Linked DNA regions of Zea mays: all the other regions are linked to region 3. A link is a contact called in public Hi-C data. All regions are on one chromosome and are shown on one strand. The core of a region is the stretch at or near the end of the contact, and the rest is flanking DNA. Distances in the headings are between cores, read along the strand shown.

Region 1 (3,645 bases), core at 898-3,397, 490 kb before region 3:
CAAACATCTCTCTCTCTCTCCCCCTTCGGTTTTGTTTAGGTAGGGATAGATAGATTCATATATATATATATAGATATATTTACACACACAGTTCACACTGAAAAAGAATCAACGCTGAACCAGAAACTTAAGGGTTCCTGCTCCTCTAGATAGACAAATTTTATTAAAAAAAGAATGGTAGTGGAGTACTACTGGGCACTGGGCCGCAGTCACAATGCGTACAGCGGAGCACCAGAAGGACGACGGGACAGGTGCATGCATCCTGCTTGGTCCTTCCACAGATTTCAAGCTTATATATAATATATACAATGCAAGTCTAGTAATATATATTAAGCTCCTCCGATCAAGAAAATAAAAAAGGAACTCTAGACTAAAAATAAGACCTCCGATCCTGCTAAATAAAAACACCAACAACAGCTAGACGATAGATGATGATGATGATGTGATCCAGTAACGGCAGCCAAAAGGCGACGCAAATTCGGTTGGGCCATCATCTTTCTTACAGAGAAAAGATTCGGGGCTCGCGCCGCACGTTTCGCGCCCCAGCCGTAGGTGCAGTGCAACTGGCCGGAATCCGTCCGGCACTCCGGCGACCGGCGCCGGATCCTCCTCTCTGCCGGGATGGGCTACGTGGCGAGCGGCGAATCGGCGAGAGGATACGGTGGTGCGTTCGAACGTGGGTCGATCAGGACGCCACGCCAAGTGTTGCTTTGGGAGCATGCGGGCGTTCCGGACTTGCCGCAGCACCTGACATGTTCCGCCCGGACGACGTTGCTGGACAAATTGTCGGGCACATGCCCGCGCTGCTCTCTGCGCGATGTGTACGTGCACATCATCAGGCTGGAGGATCGAATTCCAACTTCCCTATTGCGTTAGCCACTGTAAGTGGAGGAGGATATATATGTAACCTACATGTCACAGCCTTCTTACACAAGGTCATTGGCATGTATGTATGTACTCCCTCCGTTTTTTTAGTTATTGCTGGATAGTTTAATTTTGTACTATCAAGTGACAACTAAAACGAAACGGATATAGTATATATAAACCACGACAAATACCGGTTCATTGCCAATTATATATTTCATTCGGAGGAAGACAACAATGACCTGTTTATTACTTTGCACGATGGATTAATTGTTGGGTTATTACAGAGATGAAGAAAACACCACCAAAATCAAAGAATATAATCCTCACGTACGCTCTCTTTATCTTGGACCAAATTTTTTTTCCCTCCAAGCACAGTCTACAAGACTAGCTGCCCCGTGGCTAGCTTCCCCGGTTGCAGTTGTTGCCCTCGCAGCCTCGCTCGACGCTCGCGGCCTTCGTCTTCACGTAGGGCACGGGAGGAGGACGCCCGCCACCCCCCCCCACTCGATCGTATGAGGGGCACGAACTGCATGCCCACCATGCGAGTCGTTCAATTTTCCCGCTGCCGGCTTGTCTCGCTCGCACGCGTCGCGGTCACCAGACGAGGTTCCTCTCGACGGCCATGCCGCGCAGCAGCGGCCGCGCGTCGCCGCGCGCGCGCCGGTCGGCCACCACCGGACCACAGGAATGGGAGGAAAACGAGGCCGAGGAGGTGACGCGGCGGAGGACGTCGAGGAAGCGGTCCTCGTCGCAGGGGAGCGCCACGGGGCCCGGGGCGGCCGGGAAGCCGTACTCCTCCTCCGCCTGCCGCAGCAGCTCCAGGAACGCCGGGTGGCTGAGGTGCGCCAGCCGCACCACGAACCGCCTCGGCGCCGCCGCCGTGCCTTGCACGGACACGGCGACGTGCCCCGCCGGCACCGCGGCGTCAGAGGAGGACGATGCCGCCTCCGCGGCGCGGGACCGCCACCGCCGCAGCGCGCGCCGTAGCCAGACGAGCGACGGGATCGTCAACGCCACCCTGCACATGATGCTTGGAGGCTTGGAGCTGGAGCTGCTCGAGCGGCCGGGTTGTTGGGTGGTTTTGCTTCTCTTTGCTGTGGAGGCTCGCAGTTGCGCAGTCGAGGCTGTGGACCTTGTGGTGGACATATACATATATATAGAGAGAGAGAGACAGGTCGTGGTGAGCGTCGGCCATGAACAAGGCCGGGCTATATATATCGAACGTGAACAAGGGCTATATATGGTGACGTATGTTTGATGACTGTATACCTCGCTGAAGCGACGGGTAAAAGTTTAATAAGGTTACTTTGAGATATATAGCGACAGCTCTGAGAATTTTTTTGAGGGCTTTTATTTATATCTCGTGCGGTGCCATAGCTAGGAATTCCTAATTAATCAATCCTGGTTGGAATTCGGCAGACAGGCGCATTATAATTAATTATTTGTTGGGTGGCTCGATCGCTTGACAGTCACAAATCCGCTAGGCGCCATGCCAGATTTGCAGGTCCAGGCATGCACTGCACCACGGGCTTCGAATGGTCGCTGTTCTGTTCCCAGGGCCAGGCCAGCACTGCCTGCCCTGCTGCCTGCTGGACGGGCGACGGCGTTTCGTTCTTTTTCAGAGCCTTCAAAAGTGCACCAAGGAGCTGGTGCCTACTGATGTTATTAAAAGGATGGAAGGTTACAGGGTGATCCCTCCTAACCTCTTTATCCTTTGCATATGGGCATATCCTATGCCTGTATTCTCATTGATTAGCTATACGCACCTATATATACCTTAATTCCAGCCTTTCTGGTTTTGTTCATGTAGGAATCTGTAATACCTCAATAAGCTTTCCATCCAGGGGTTTCCCTGACGAGACTTGAGAGTGCAACGCCCTGCTTCTGCTTCCAGGTCTGCTGACATAGATAGATAGTCGTGGATGACTCATTTACATCCATACAGCTAGCTGGTCGAGGCTAGACATGTCAATGGTTTAATATACCCACTGACATCGAGTATTACTATCTCATACCTATACTCACGAGAGAGAGAAATAAATTCCATTATAAAAATCCTAGCATAATTGAATCAATCATTCAATATAACCACAGATAATTGGATAAAACAGCAACACTAGGATAGTACCACATAACATAATACATGTTCCATTACATGGTCGTCGAATAGTTGTTAAGCCTCCAATGACATTATTGCTCAAAAGGTTGTTAAATAGTCAAAAGAAGATGGATGATTGCAGCCCAGGTTTATGTTTTCGGGCCAAGTTTGTACTAGGTATTTTATACCCACGGGTTAATAGGTATGAGTGACAACGGAATGTTCTAATACTCGTTTATCCATTGGATGAAAAGTTTTTAACCAATAAAAGACTTATGGGTAGAATATAATCAACCATTGTTGCTGCTTGCCACCACTGTTTTCAAATTTTTTTTCCTGCTCGTCATCTGACAGTTATGAGGCCAAGAAGGTTGGCTACTGATTTTTAATCCTTGTTGATGCGAACTAAACAGATGGGCTAGGTAGAAAGTTAGGTTTGGGATGATTCCGGCATCTAGCATCGATGGAGTAGGGGAACACGATGTGCCTGCATCAATGGAGTCAAATATAGGCGCCTTAGCTGCCCACAGATCTCCCTTGTCTGGTGACTTGGCTGTCAAATCTTCTTCTTTTTTCCATTAGTAGCAATAAGCTTGGTGCAGCCAAGATCCCTTGACCTCTGCCAGCCTGCCCTGTCCCAACTGGGGATCGCCTCGGTTCGTTCAGCCAAAAGCACTCCC
Region 2 (3,692 bases), core at 428-2,927, 480 kb before region 3:
AGCTACTTACACAGCAATTTGCTACAACATAACAATTGAACTTTCAAACAGTTTTTGATTTATAAGAAGAAACAGTGATTAGAAGTTAATCAATATTGTTTTGTGCTAATTTAACACAATTTTAGGAACATCCAACCATATCCCAATGAGTAGAAAATATAAGAAACTTACATGCACATTTAAATATTTCTGAAATTTACAGAATGGAATTAAGTGCTGCTCCAAATGCCTCAGATCAACAAGTTACATCACAAAAATGATTAAACATTGGGTACGATGAATATTATAAAAGCGACTAGGGAAATTTGAGCAAACTAGTCATTCATTATTTATACTCCCTCGATCTCATATTATTTGCACGTTAGTGATTTGAATTTTGTTGCACAAAGAGGCTCAGTTCCTATGTACGGCGCTAGCTAGAAGTAGCCAGAACTTTGTGGAATGAACCAAAGAAATAAAAGATCAACTTAAAACAGGTAAAGAAAACCAATGGAGGCTTATCCCTTGTAACGTGAAGTGGAGCATGTCAGTCTTTTCACAGAATATATAGGGGGCAGCAGCAGCATTTGCCATCTGTTTCCCCTCAAAACCTAGGCGAACGATTATTTTGGGATGCAGGGAGTAATTCATAAAGCGCAATATTTCTGACAAATCTTTCATGAAAATCCCTAAGCTTCTCAACCAAAGACCACAAGTAATAGCGCAAATAACACGCGTGTAATTATGTAGAGTAAATATACAAATAGCCAGCTTATGAGATACATGTCACATGTTCATTATCAACTTACACATTTATTCACACGCAAATTGTATGTCTGGGAATCCAATGTCTTGATTTTGATCTCAATTGTAGTCTCGGAATCTTCAGCACGATGTTGCATTTGTACATCTGAAGCACTCTCCATGTTCTCCCGTGCTAAAGAAATTTAGAGTTACAAACAGCAACTGTCAGTTCATATGATCTGTTTTTTAGTTTTTACCAAATAAATAAGTTCAGAATCCAAAACCAAAAACCGATACGATATCGCAAATATGTCATTGCCGACATCGAGAATCAAGACAAAACTCATTACTCAATTGTTGGCTGATGCACAACTAAACTGTACTCACTAAAGTAATACAACATGGAACAATTGAATCTCTACTTGATATGGTCATCTGTAGTCTGGGACTCACGAGTCACCTATTGACTATTGAGTCACCTATGTAGTGTAATATCGAACTCACGAGTCACTATGGAGTACCGAGGACCTACTGTGCCGAGAAGATCCAAAAAGAATTGAGGGTCGGAGGGGGAACTACCTTGCCAGGGGTGAGGGGGGATTGCCTTGCCAGAGGTAAGGTAGCCGCCAAAACGGGGATGCACAGCAGCCAGACCGTCTGGCTTGAGAGGATGAGCCGGGGTAGGTCACGCCGCCTCGCCAGCGACCGATCGGGATCGGGGTCGCGGGGTCTGGCAACCTGGGGATGAATCGAGTGAGGCTAGGGTTGGGTATAAGGAGCGGGCCAGCGGGCGAGAGTGAAATAAGAACGAAATACCTACGGATTCCTCACCTGCCTTACCGGCGTACCGGCACCGCCGGGTGGTCGGGAGGATAGCGCCTTCGCCGGGGGCGAAGATACACCGATGCGGAAACGGACGAGGGCAGGAAAGAGGAATGGTGGGGGAGGTGATCGTCTGATACTCTGATGGGCCGGCCCAATTCGGATCCGCCCAGAAGGACGCGGTCGTCCGTTTCCAATCGGGCAGCGGTCACAGTAGAAGGCCGGAATATACTACTCTGTTAGAATTCTATACTGCTATATGACTTATCTTCCGTGTGTACACTCTAGACCCGCTCTATGCACCAGGCCTGTCTAACATCCGACCCTGCTCGTGCAACCACTGCATAAAAAATAGTACAGAACGAGCACTTGAATCCACTCCTTCCTCTCCAAAAATTTGGGGTCAACCATCAAACCACATGTATCTTAGTAATTATAAATAAACAATAATTATATTTGAATAAATATTTTAATAACTATTTGTGTGATAGATAACAGTTGTAACAAAGCATGGGCAACTGACTAGTTAAACAAGATGTATCTTGAGAAGTTTTTAGAGGCTAATGGAAAAAAATAAGAGACGAGTTCTTCACGAAGAGTCCATCTTTATATAACTTTTTTATAGATAGTGTTTTGGTTGTATTTATGATCTAGGGATATAATGCCGTTTCTTAGTTGTCTCTTGTATTTGGATAGTCGATCCAAAGGCTGAGAGTTATGCGTGCCCTTACGCCTCCATCCCTCCCCGCAATTTCTTATTCAAAAGTGATCCGCAAGAAAGAAAGAAATAGAAGGAAGATGAAAGCAAAGCACAAGCGGTGCCCGCCACACCATCCCTCTCATCCCCAGTCATATCATCTCGAGGAGTGACAACGTTTGTCGCATATCTGTAGTCGCTGCTAGAGTTTCGGTGAGATGGACGCGGTGAAGGTGGCGCAATTGTCGTCGCATACCTAGAATGAATAGTGATGCACTCCTTGGTGTTATTCAGCATCGTCTAGGGGAAATCTATGTTGATTTTATGGTTACAAATGTAACCTCTAGAAACTAAAATTAAAATTTTTAATATATATGCATGTCTATAATATTTTTATGAATCCACATGGTAAATATGTCCCTTAATTTTGCTCTAGCTTCGGCACATCGTTGACCACTGCAAATGTGTCACCCACGGTAGCAAGACATCGTCGGTATCCTCCTGGGCACCTCATCCCACGGCTCTGCCGATGTCATCAACTCCTAATCAAAGTAATCATTCATAGTCAAGCAATAAATAGAAATAGAAACAATCACTGACGGCAACCAATAGGCAAAGCAGTCGACAGGAAGTATTTGGATTCTCACGTAAAAACTTTTTTCTATAGCCCAATAAATTCACCTTTGATATTTAAAGCTTCATCGTACCATATCCCTGTATCCTAAACATATATAAATTATATTTGTCTAAGATGTCAAATAAAACTACCTTTAATGCTTTAGATATAGTATATGTGATATGGTGTAAAGTAAGAAATTGTTTCAGTACGACATTCTATTTAACATCAACATATCTAAATTGAGAATTCGGTTGTATAAGATTAAGCTAACATTCCATTCATGAAATGGTTATAATCAACTGGCAGATTTTGGTATTACCGTTATTTGCTCATCCGCGGATATGTCACACGACTTATCAATAAGAATGGAGAACTTTTTATTTCCGATCTCTCACATTATCATATGTATAAATTATTCTGCACAATATCTTGCAGTATATTTTTGAATACTAGGAGAAGTCATCTTGCAATTCAACCGCGTCTAAAAGCATTTCTCGTTTTTTGTTATCTTTGTACCAATCAACCAACTCTAAAAATCACACATACTCATCGTGTCCAAAAAAACATGCCTTACGCATTTAAAAACTTTAAACGTTCTAGAGATGAAGTTAAACGGATTTGATACAATTTATCTACTTCCGTCTTCAGTTGGACGACCAAGGTTACTTGAGATATGTTTTCTTTGATTTCGAAGACCATCAAAATGTTTGGCACTCGTTACTAACACGAACCACTCCATTAACATGCTCAGGTCATATTTTATATGCATGCTTCCAACCATTAAATCATGTTGTGTGTCCTAGCTAGAACCCGCCACATAGCTCACAAACT
Region 3 (3,769 bases), core at 990-3,489:
GTCATTTCAAACTGGTCTATCAAGCAAATCGAAGCCTTGCACCAAGTTTTTCAGGTTATAATCTTAACCTACCTGAAATAACATCAGAATGGTAACCTGTATCTTTTTTTCCACTCTTCTTACAGCAAATCAATTATCTGGAAGTTTCATTTTATATGCCAAAGGTATATGGAATACTTGAATAATAACACTAAATCGTGATATATAAGCTTCTCTGTTTCAATATATCTCAGTAGATCAACTTGCTTTTTCCCCTCTGGTTACTTAAGATGTTAGATGAGTACGATACATATGTAACATATCAACGTTCAATCCACTCTTGCTTTGGTGCATTTAGTATAGACAGGTTACAAGGTGGTGTTTGGATTAAATGGAAATTCTTTTTCAGTGTTCGAAGTATTTGTAAGAGTAGATTCAAATTTCATTTTATTATATGGTATTATGCTTTGTTTATATTTTACTCTAATATGCCTGAATATACGATTTAGATGTTTGTGTATTTTATTTTATCTCATATATTGAAAGATCATTGCTGCATACTTAAAATCATTAGATGGCCTTCATAAATAATATGGTTTTTGTGTTGAATGTTGTAGTACGATTGGGTGCCCGTTTGGCGAGGGATGTCATTTTCTGCACTTTGTCCCTGGTGGTTACCCGGCAGTTGCAAAAATGCTGAATCTAAGTAGCTCTGCTGTATCTGCGCCATCAAGAACTCATGTGGATCATGCCGCTCTTACCGGTGCCTCTCATCCAGCTTCTACGGTCAAGACACGCATGTGCACCAAGTACAACACTACAGAAGGCTGCAAGTTCGGTGATAAGTGCCATTTCGCTCATAGCGAAAGAGAGCTTGCGAAGCCAGCCTACATGTCTCAAGAAGGACCTCCTATGGGTGGTCGATATGGACGAGCTGAACCTATGCAACCAGCTGCCATGGGCCCTCCAGCAGGAAACTTTGGTGCCTCGGCGACTGCCAAGATCAGTGTGGACGCCTCTCTGGCCGGTGGCATAATCGGCAAGGGTGGGGTCAACACTAAGCAGATAAGTAGAATTACAGGCGTCAAGCTCTCCATCCGCGACCACGAGTCTAACCCCAACCTAAAGAACATCGAGCTGGAAGGCAATTTTGACCAGATCAAGCAAGCCAGCGACTTGGTGCGTGATCTCATCGCAACCATCAGCGCAAGCATGCCAGCGAAAAATCCATCTGCTGCCGCGGCACCAGCAGGAGGAGGCCGAGGCGGTGGTCCAGGGGGCAAGAGCAGCAACTACAAGACGAAGCTGTGCGAGAACTTCTTGAAGGGTGCCTGTACTTTTGGTGACCGGTGCCACTTCGCCCATGGCGAGACGGAGCAGCGGAGAGGTGCTGCATGAGAGTCGAGGTGCTCTAGGCAATGAGATGCCATGTGCTCCCTCCTTTTGCTACTGTGAATTTTCGCCTTGCAGCGCTAGGCGGTTGGACTGTTGTGTTGTGTTGCGACGTCAATGGATTAAACTCTAGATTTCAGCTTTCTTTTTTTAACATATAAGTTCGAGAAAACGTTAAACTGTCGTGCAGCTTGCATTTTGTTGGTCGGTAAGCTAGCAGGCTGCTAGCCCATGACAAACCTGTGTGACAAACCTGTTTGACTGTCCTAGTGTTGCTGTGTGACTCGTCAAAACTAGGGCTAAAAAAAAAAGCTCGAGCTCGACGAGCTGGCTCGGGTTCGCAGCTCGGTTCGGACCGGCTCGACGCTCAGAACGAGTCCGACTGAGTATGTTTTTGTGGCTCGTGAAAAGAGCGAGCTAGCTCGGCTCGACTCGGTGCAGCTCACACGAGCTGCACCGTGGCTCGATCTAACAATAATTTGTTAGATAAAATCTTAATTAGCATATAATATTAGTACGAGTAGACAATTAATTTATATTATTTGAGATTACTGTAAAAAATAATTTATTTTATATATTATATTAGTAATATATCTATTTTATTAATTTAAAATATTTTTAAAATTTTATATTATAATTTGGAGATCATATTTACGTTTATGCCTAGTTTCTTATGTCTAGGTTCATTGGCTCGGCGAGTCGGCTAGGCTCGTTGGCTCGGCCGTCGAGCGAGCCACAAGCCGAGACGAACCGTTTTTTGAAACTCGCGAGATGGGCGGAGATGGGCGAGCCGCCCTAGTTGAAACACATTTGAGGTGGAAAAAAATCGAAAATATCAAGTTTTCCCGGCTATTCTGGGCGATTTCCACGTCGCCAAAGGCAGCAGCCGTGGCTGTAGACTGTAGCACGAAAGAGAAATCTGTAACCCAGCAGCCAGCGAGTCAGGCAATGGCGGCCGTCGTGGCGCTGGCACCGGCCTCTCCAGCTCTCCTCCCTGTCCCCTTCCGCGGCCGCCGCGACGGCCGGGTGGCCCTCTCGCCTCGCCGAACCCGCTGCTCCGCGGGGCGCTGCAGAGCCACGGCCCAGACCTTCCAGGGGGGCGCCGCCGCCAGCTACGCCCGCGAGATGGAGCGCCTCTCCGCCAAGGAGTCATTGCTCCTCGCCGTGAGCTCTTCCTCTTCCTCTGCTCCCTCTTCTCGCTCTCTCGCCTAGTACTAGTTGCTGACCTTCCTGTGATGGTGCCTGCGGGAGGCTCCTGTTCCTCCAGCCTACCAAAAAGGAGGAGCTAGTGCCAAGTTCTAAACCTGCATTTTTCATCCAAATTTCACTACAATAATTTTTTATCCACAACCTCAGCAATTGGGAAACGATGGCTTTCCATGATTTTGTGTCTTAGTTGTGAAATGACAGTTTGAATCAGCTTGTTGATACCGAACTTTCGAGGTATTTCTCGACTAACGCATGCGACTTTTTTTTTATCACCAATTTCAGTTTAAAGATGCTGGGGGTTTCGAGGCCTTAGTCAGCGGGAAGACCACTGAGATGCAGAGGATCGATGTCAATGAGCGAATCGTTGGACTTGAACGCCTGAATCCCACACCGCGCCCCACAACGTAAGTGCTACCCAAAACAAAGACATAATATGTGCTGTAGCTTAATTGAGATACTTTTTAAGATTTAGGACCCGCTTGAATGCACTTGAGCTGACAATTAGGCGGCTAAAAATTTGCTAGTAAAATTAGCTAACTAACAAAGAGCTGGCTAACTATTAGCTAAATTTAGGTAGTCGAGGGTGTAGCTAACAGTTAGCTGGACTATTAGCTGTAGGTGTTTGGATGTTTTCAACTAAAAGTACCTAATAGGCTAAAGCTAAACTATTAGTTGGGTTGTTTGAGTGTCTTTAGCTAATTTTAGCAGCCAACTATTAGTTCTAGTGCATTCAAACATGACCTTAAGCACTGAGATAAGATGAACACCTTTGATTCTAACCAAAAAAGCTTTTATGTGTAAGCATATTACATTAACTTGAAAAATTCCGCAACATCTATTTACTTTGCAGATCGCCGTTTCTGGAGGGTCGATGGAACTTTGAATGGTTTGGTGATAGTAGTCCTGGAGCATTTGCAGCCCGTCTTTTGTTTGAGTATGTCCCTGTCGCTGCTTGCTTCATTTGACTTGAATTCAGTTTAAGTCAAGCTTCTCCTGATAGCAAATGTGTTCTAATTTGAAGGAGGTCACCTACGGCTGTTGCACACTTTATGGGACTTGATGTGCTGATCAAGGATGGATACTCCAAGCTCTCATCAAACCTCAAGTTTGTAAACACGGTAATGTCAGAAGATTTTAGGAGTGTACCTACTTTTTTTGCATAGTCAGTATGGCTTACAAGGTGCAGATA

Evidence for each region. Hi-C and Micro-C count contacts between places; a contact is called where the count stands out from the background.
Region 1: a Hi-C map of tassel shows a contact between it and region 3, with 2.1 times the contacts expected there. The contact joins the promoter of LOC103645804 here to the promoter of LOC100276026 in region 3. A contact is called at or near these places in 2 of 25 Hi-C or Micro-C datasets (ear and tassel).
Region 2: a contact with region 3 is called in a Hi-C map of ear, with 2.5 times the contacts expected there. The contact joins the promoter of LOC100384859 here to the promoter of LOC100276026 in region 3. A contact is called at or near these places in 2 of 25 Hi-C or Micro-C datasets (ear and tassel).

What each region holds. Positions count from the first base shown.
Region 1 is chr2:3,850,908-3,854,552 of Zm-B73-REFERENCE-NAM-5.0, reverse strand. LOC103645804 (auxin-responsive protein SAUR36) reads right to left here and starts at 2,147. Exons shown (of 1, transcript XM_008670524.2): 1 at 1,080-2,147. The coding sequence starts at 2,019. The coding sequence ends at 1,462.
Region 2 is chr2:3,832,890-3,836,581 of Zm-B73-REFERENCE-NAM-5.0, reverse strand. It overlaps LOC100384859, which reads right to left and starts at 1,677. Exons shown (of 17, transcript NM_001326400.1): 1 at 1,555-1,677; 2 at 1,303-1,461; 3 at 789-916. The coding sequence starts at 905.
Region 3 is chr2:3,357,727-3,361,495 of Zm-B73-REFERENCE-NAM-5.0, reverse strand. LOC100276026 (putative plastid-lipid-associated protein 13 chloroplastic) reads left to right here and starts at 2,239. Exons shown (of 7, transcript NM_001149916.2): 1 at 2,239-2,535; 2 at 2,863-2,984; 3 at 3,431-3,514; 4 at 3,602-3,698. The coding sequence starts at 2,320. LOC100192020 reads left to right here. Exons shown (of 3, transcript NM_001137444.2): 2 at 1-54; 3 at 597-1,623. The coding sequence ends at 1,377.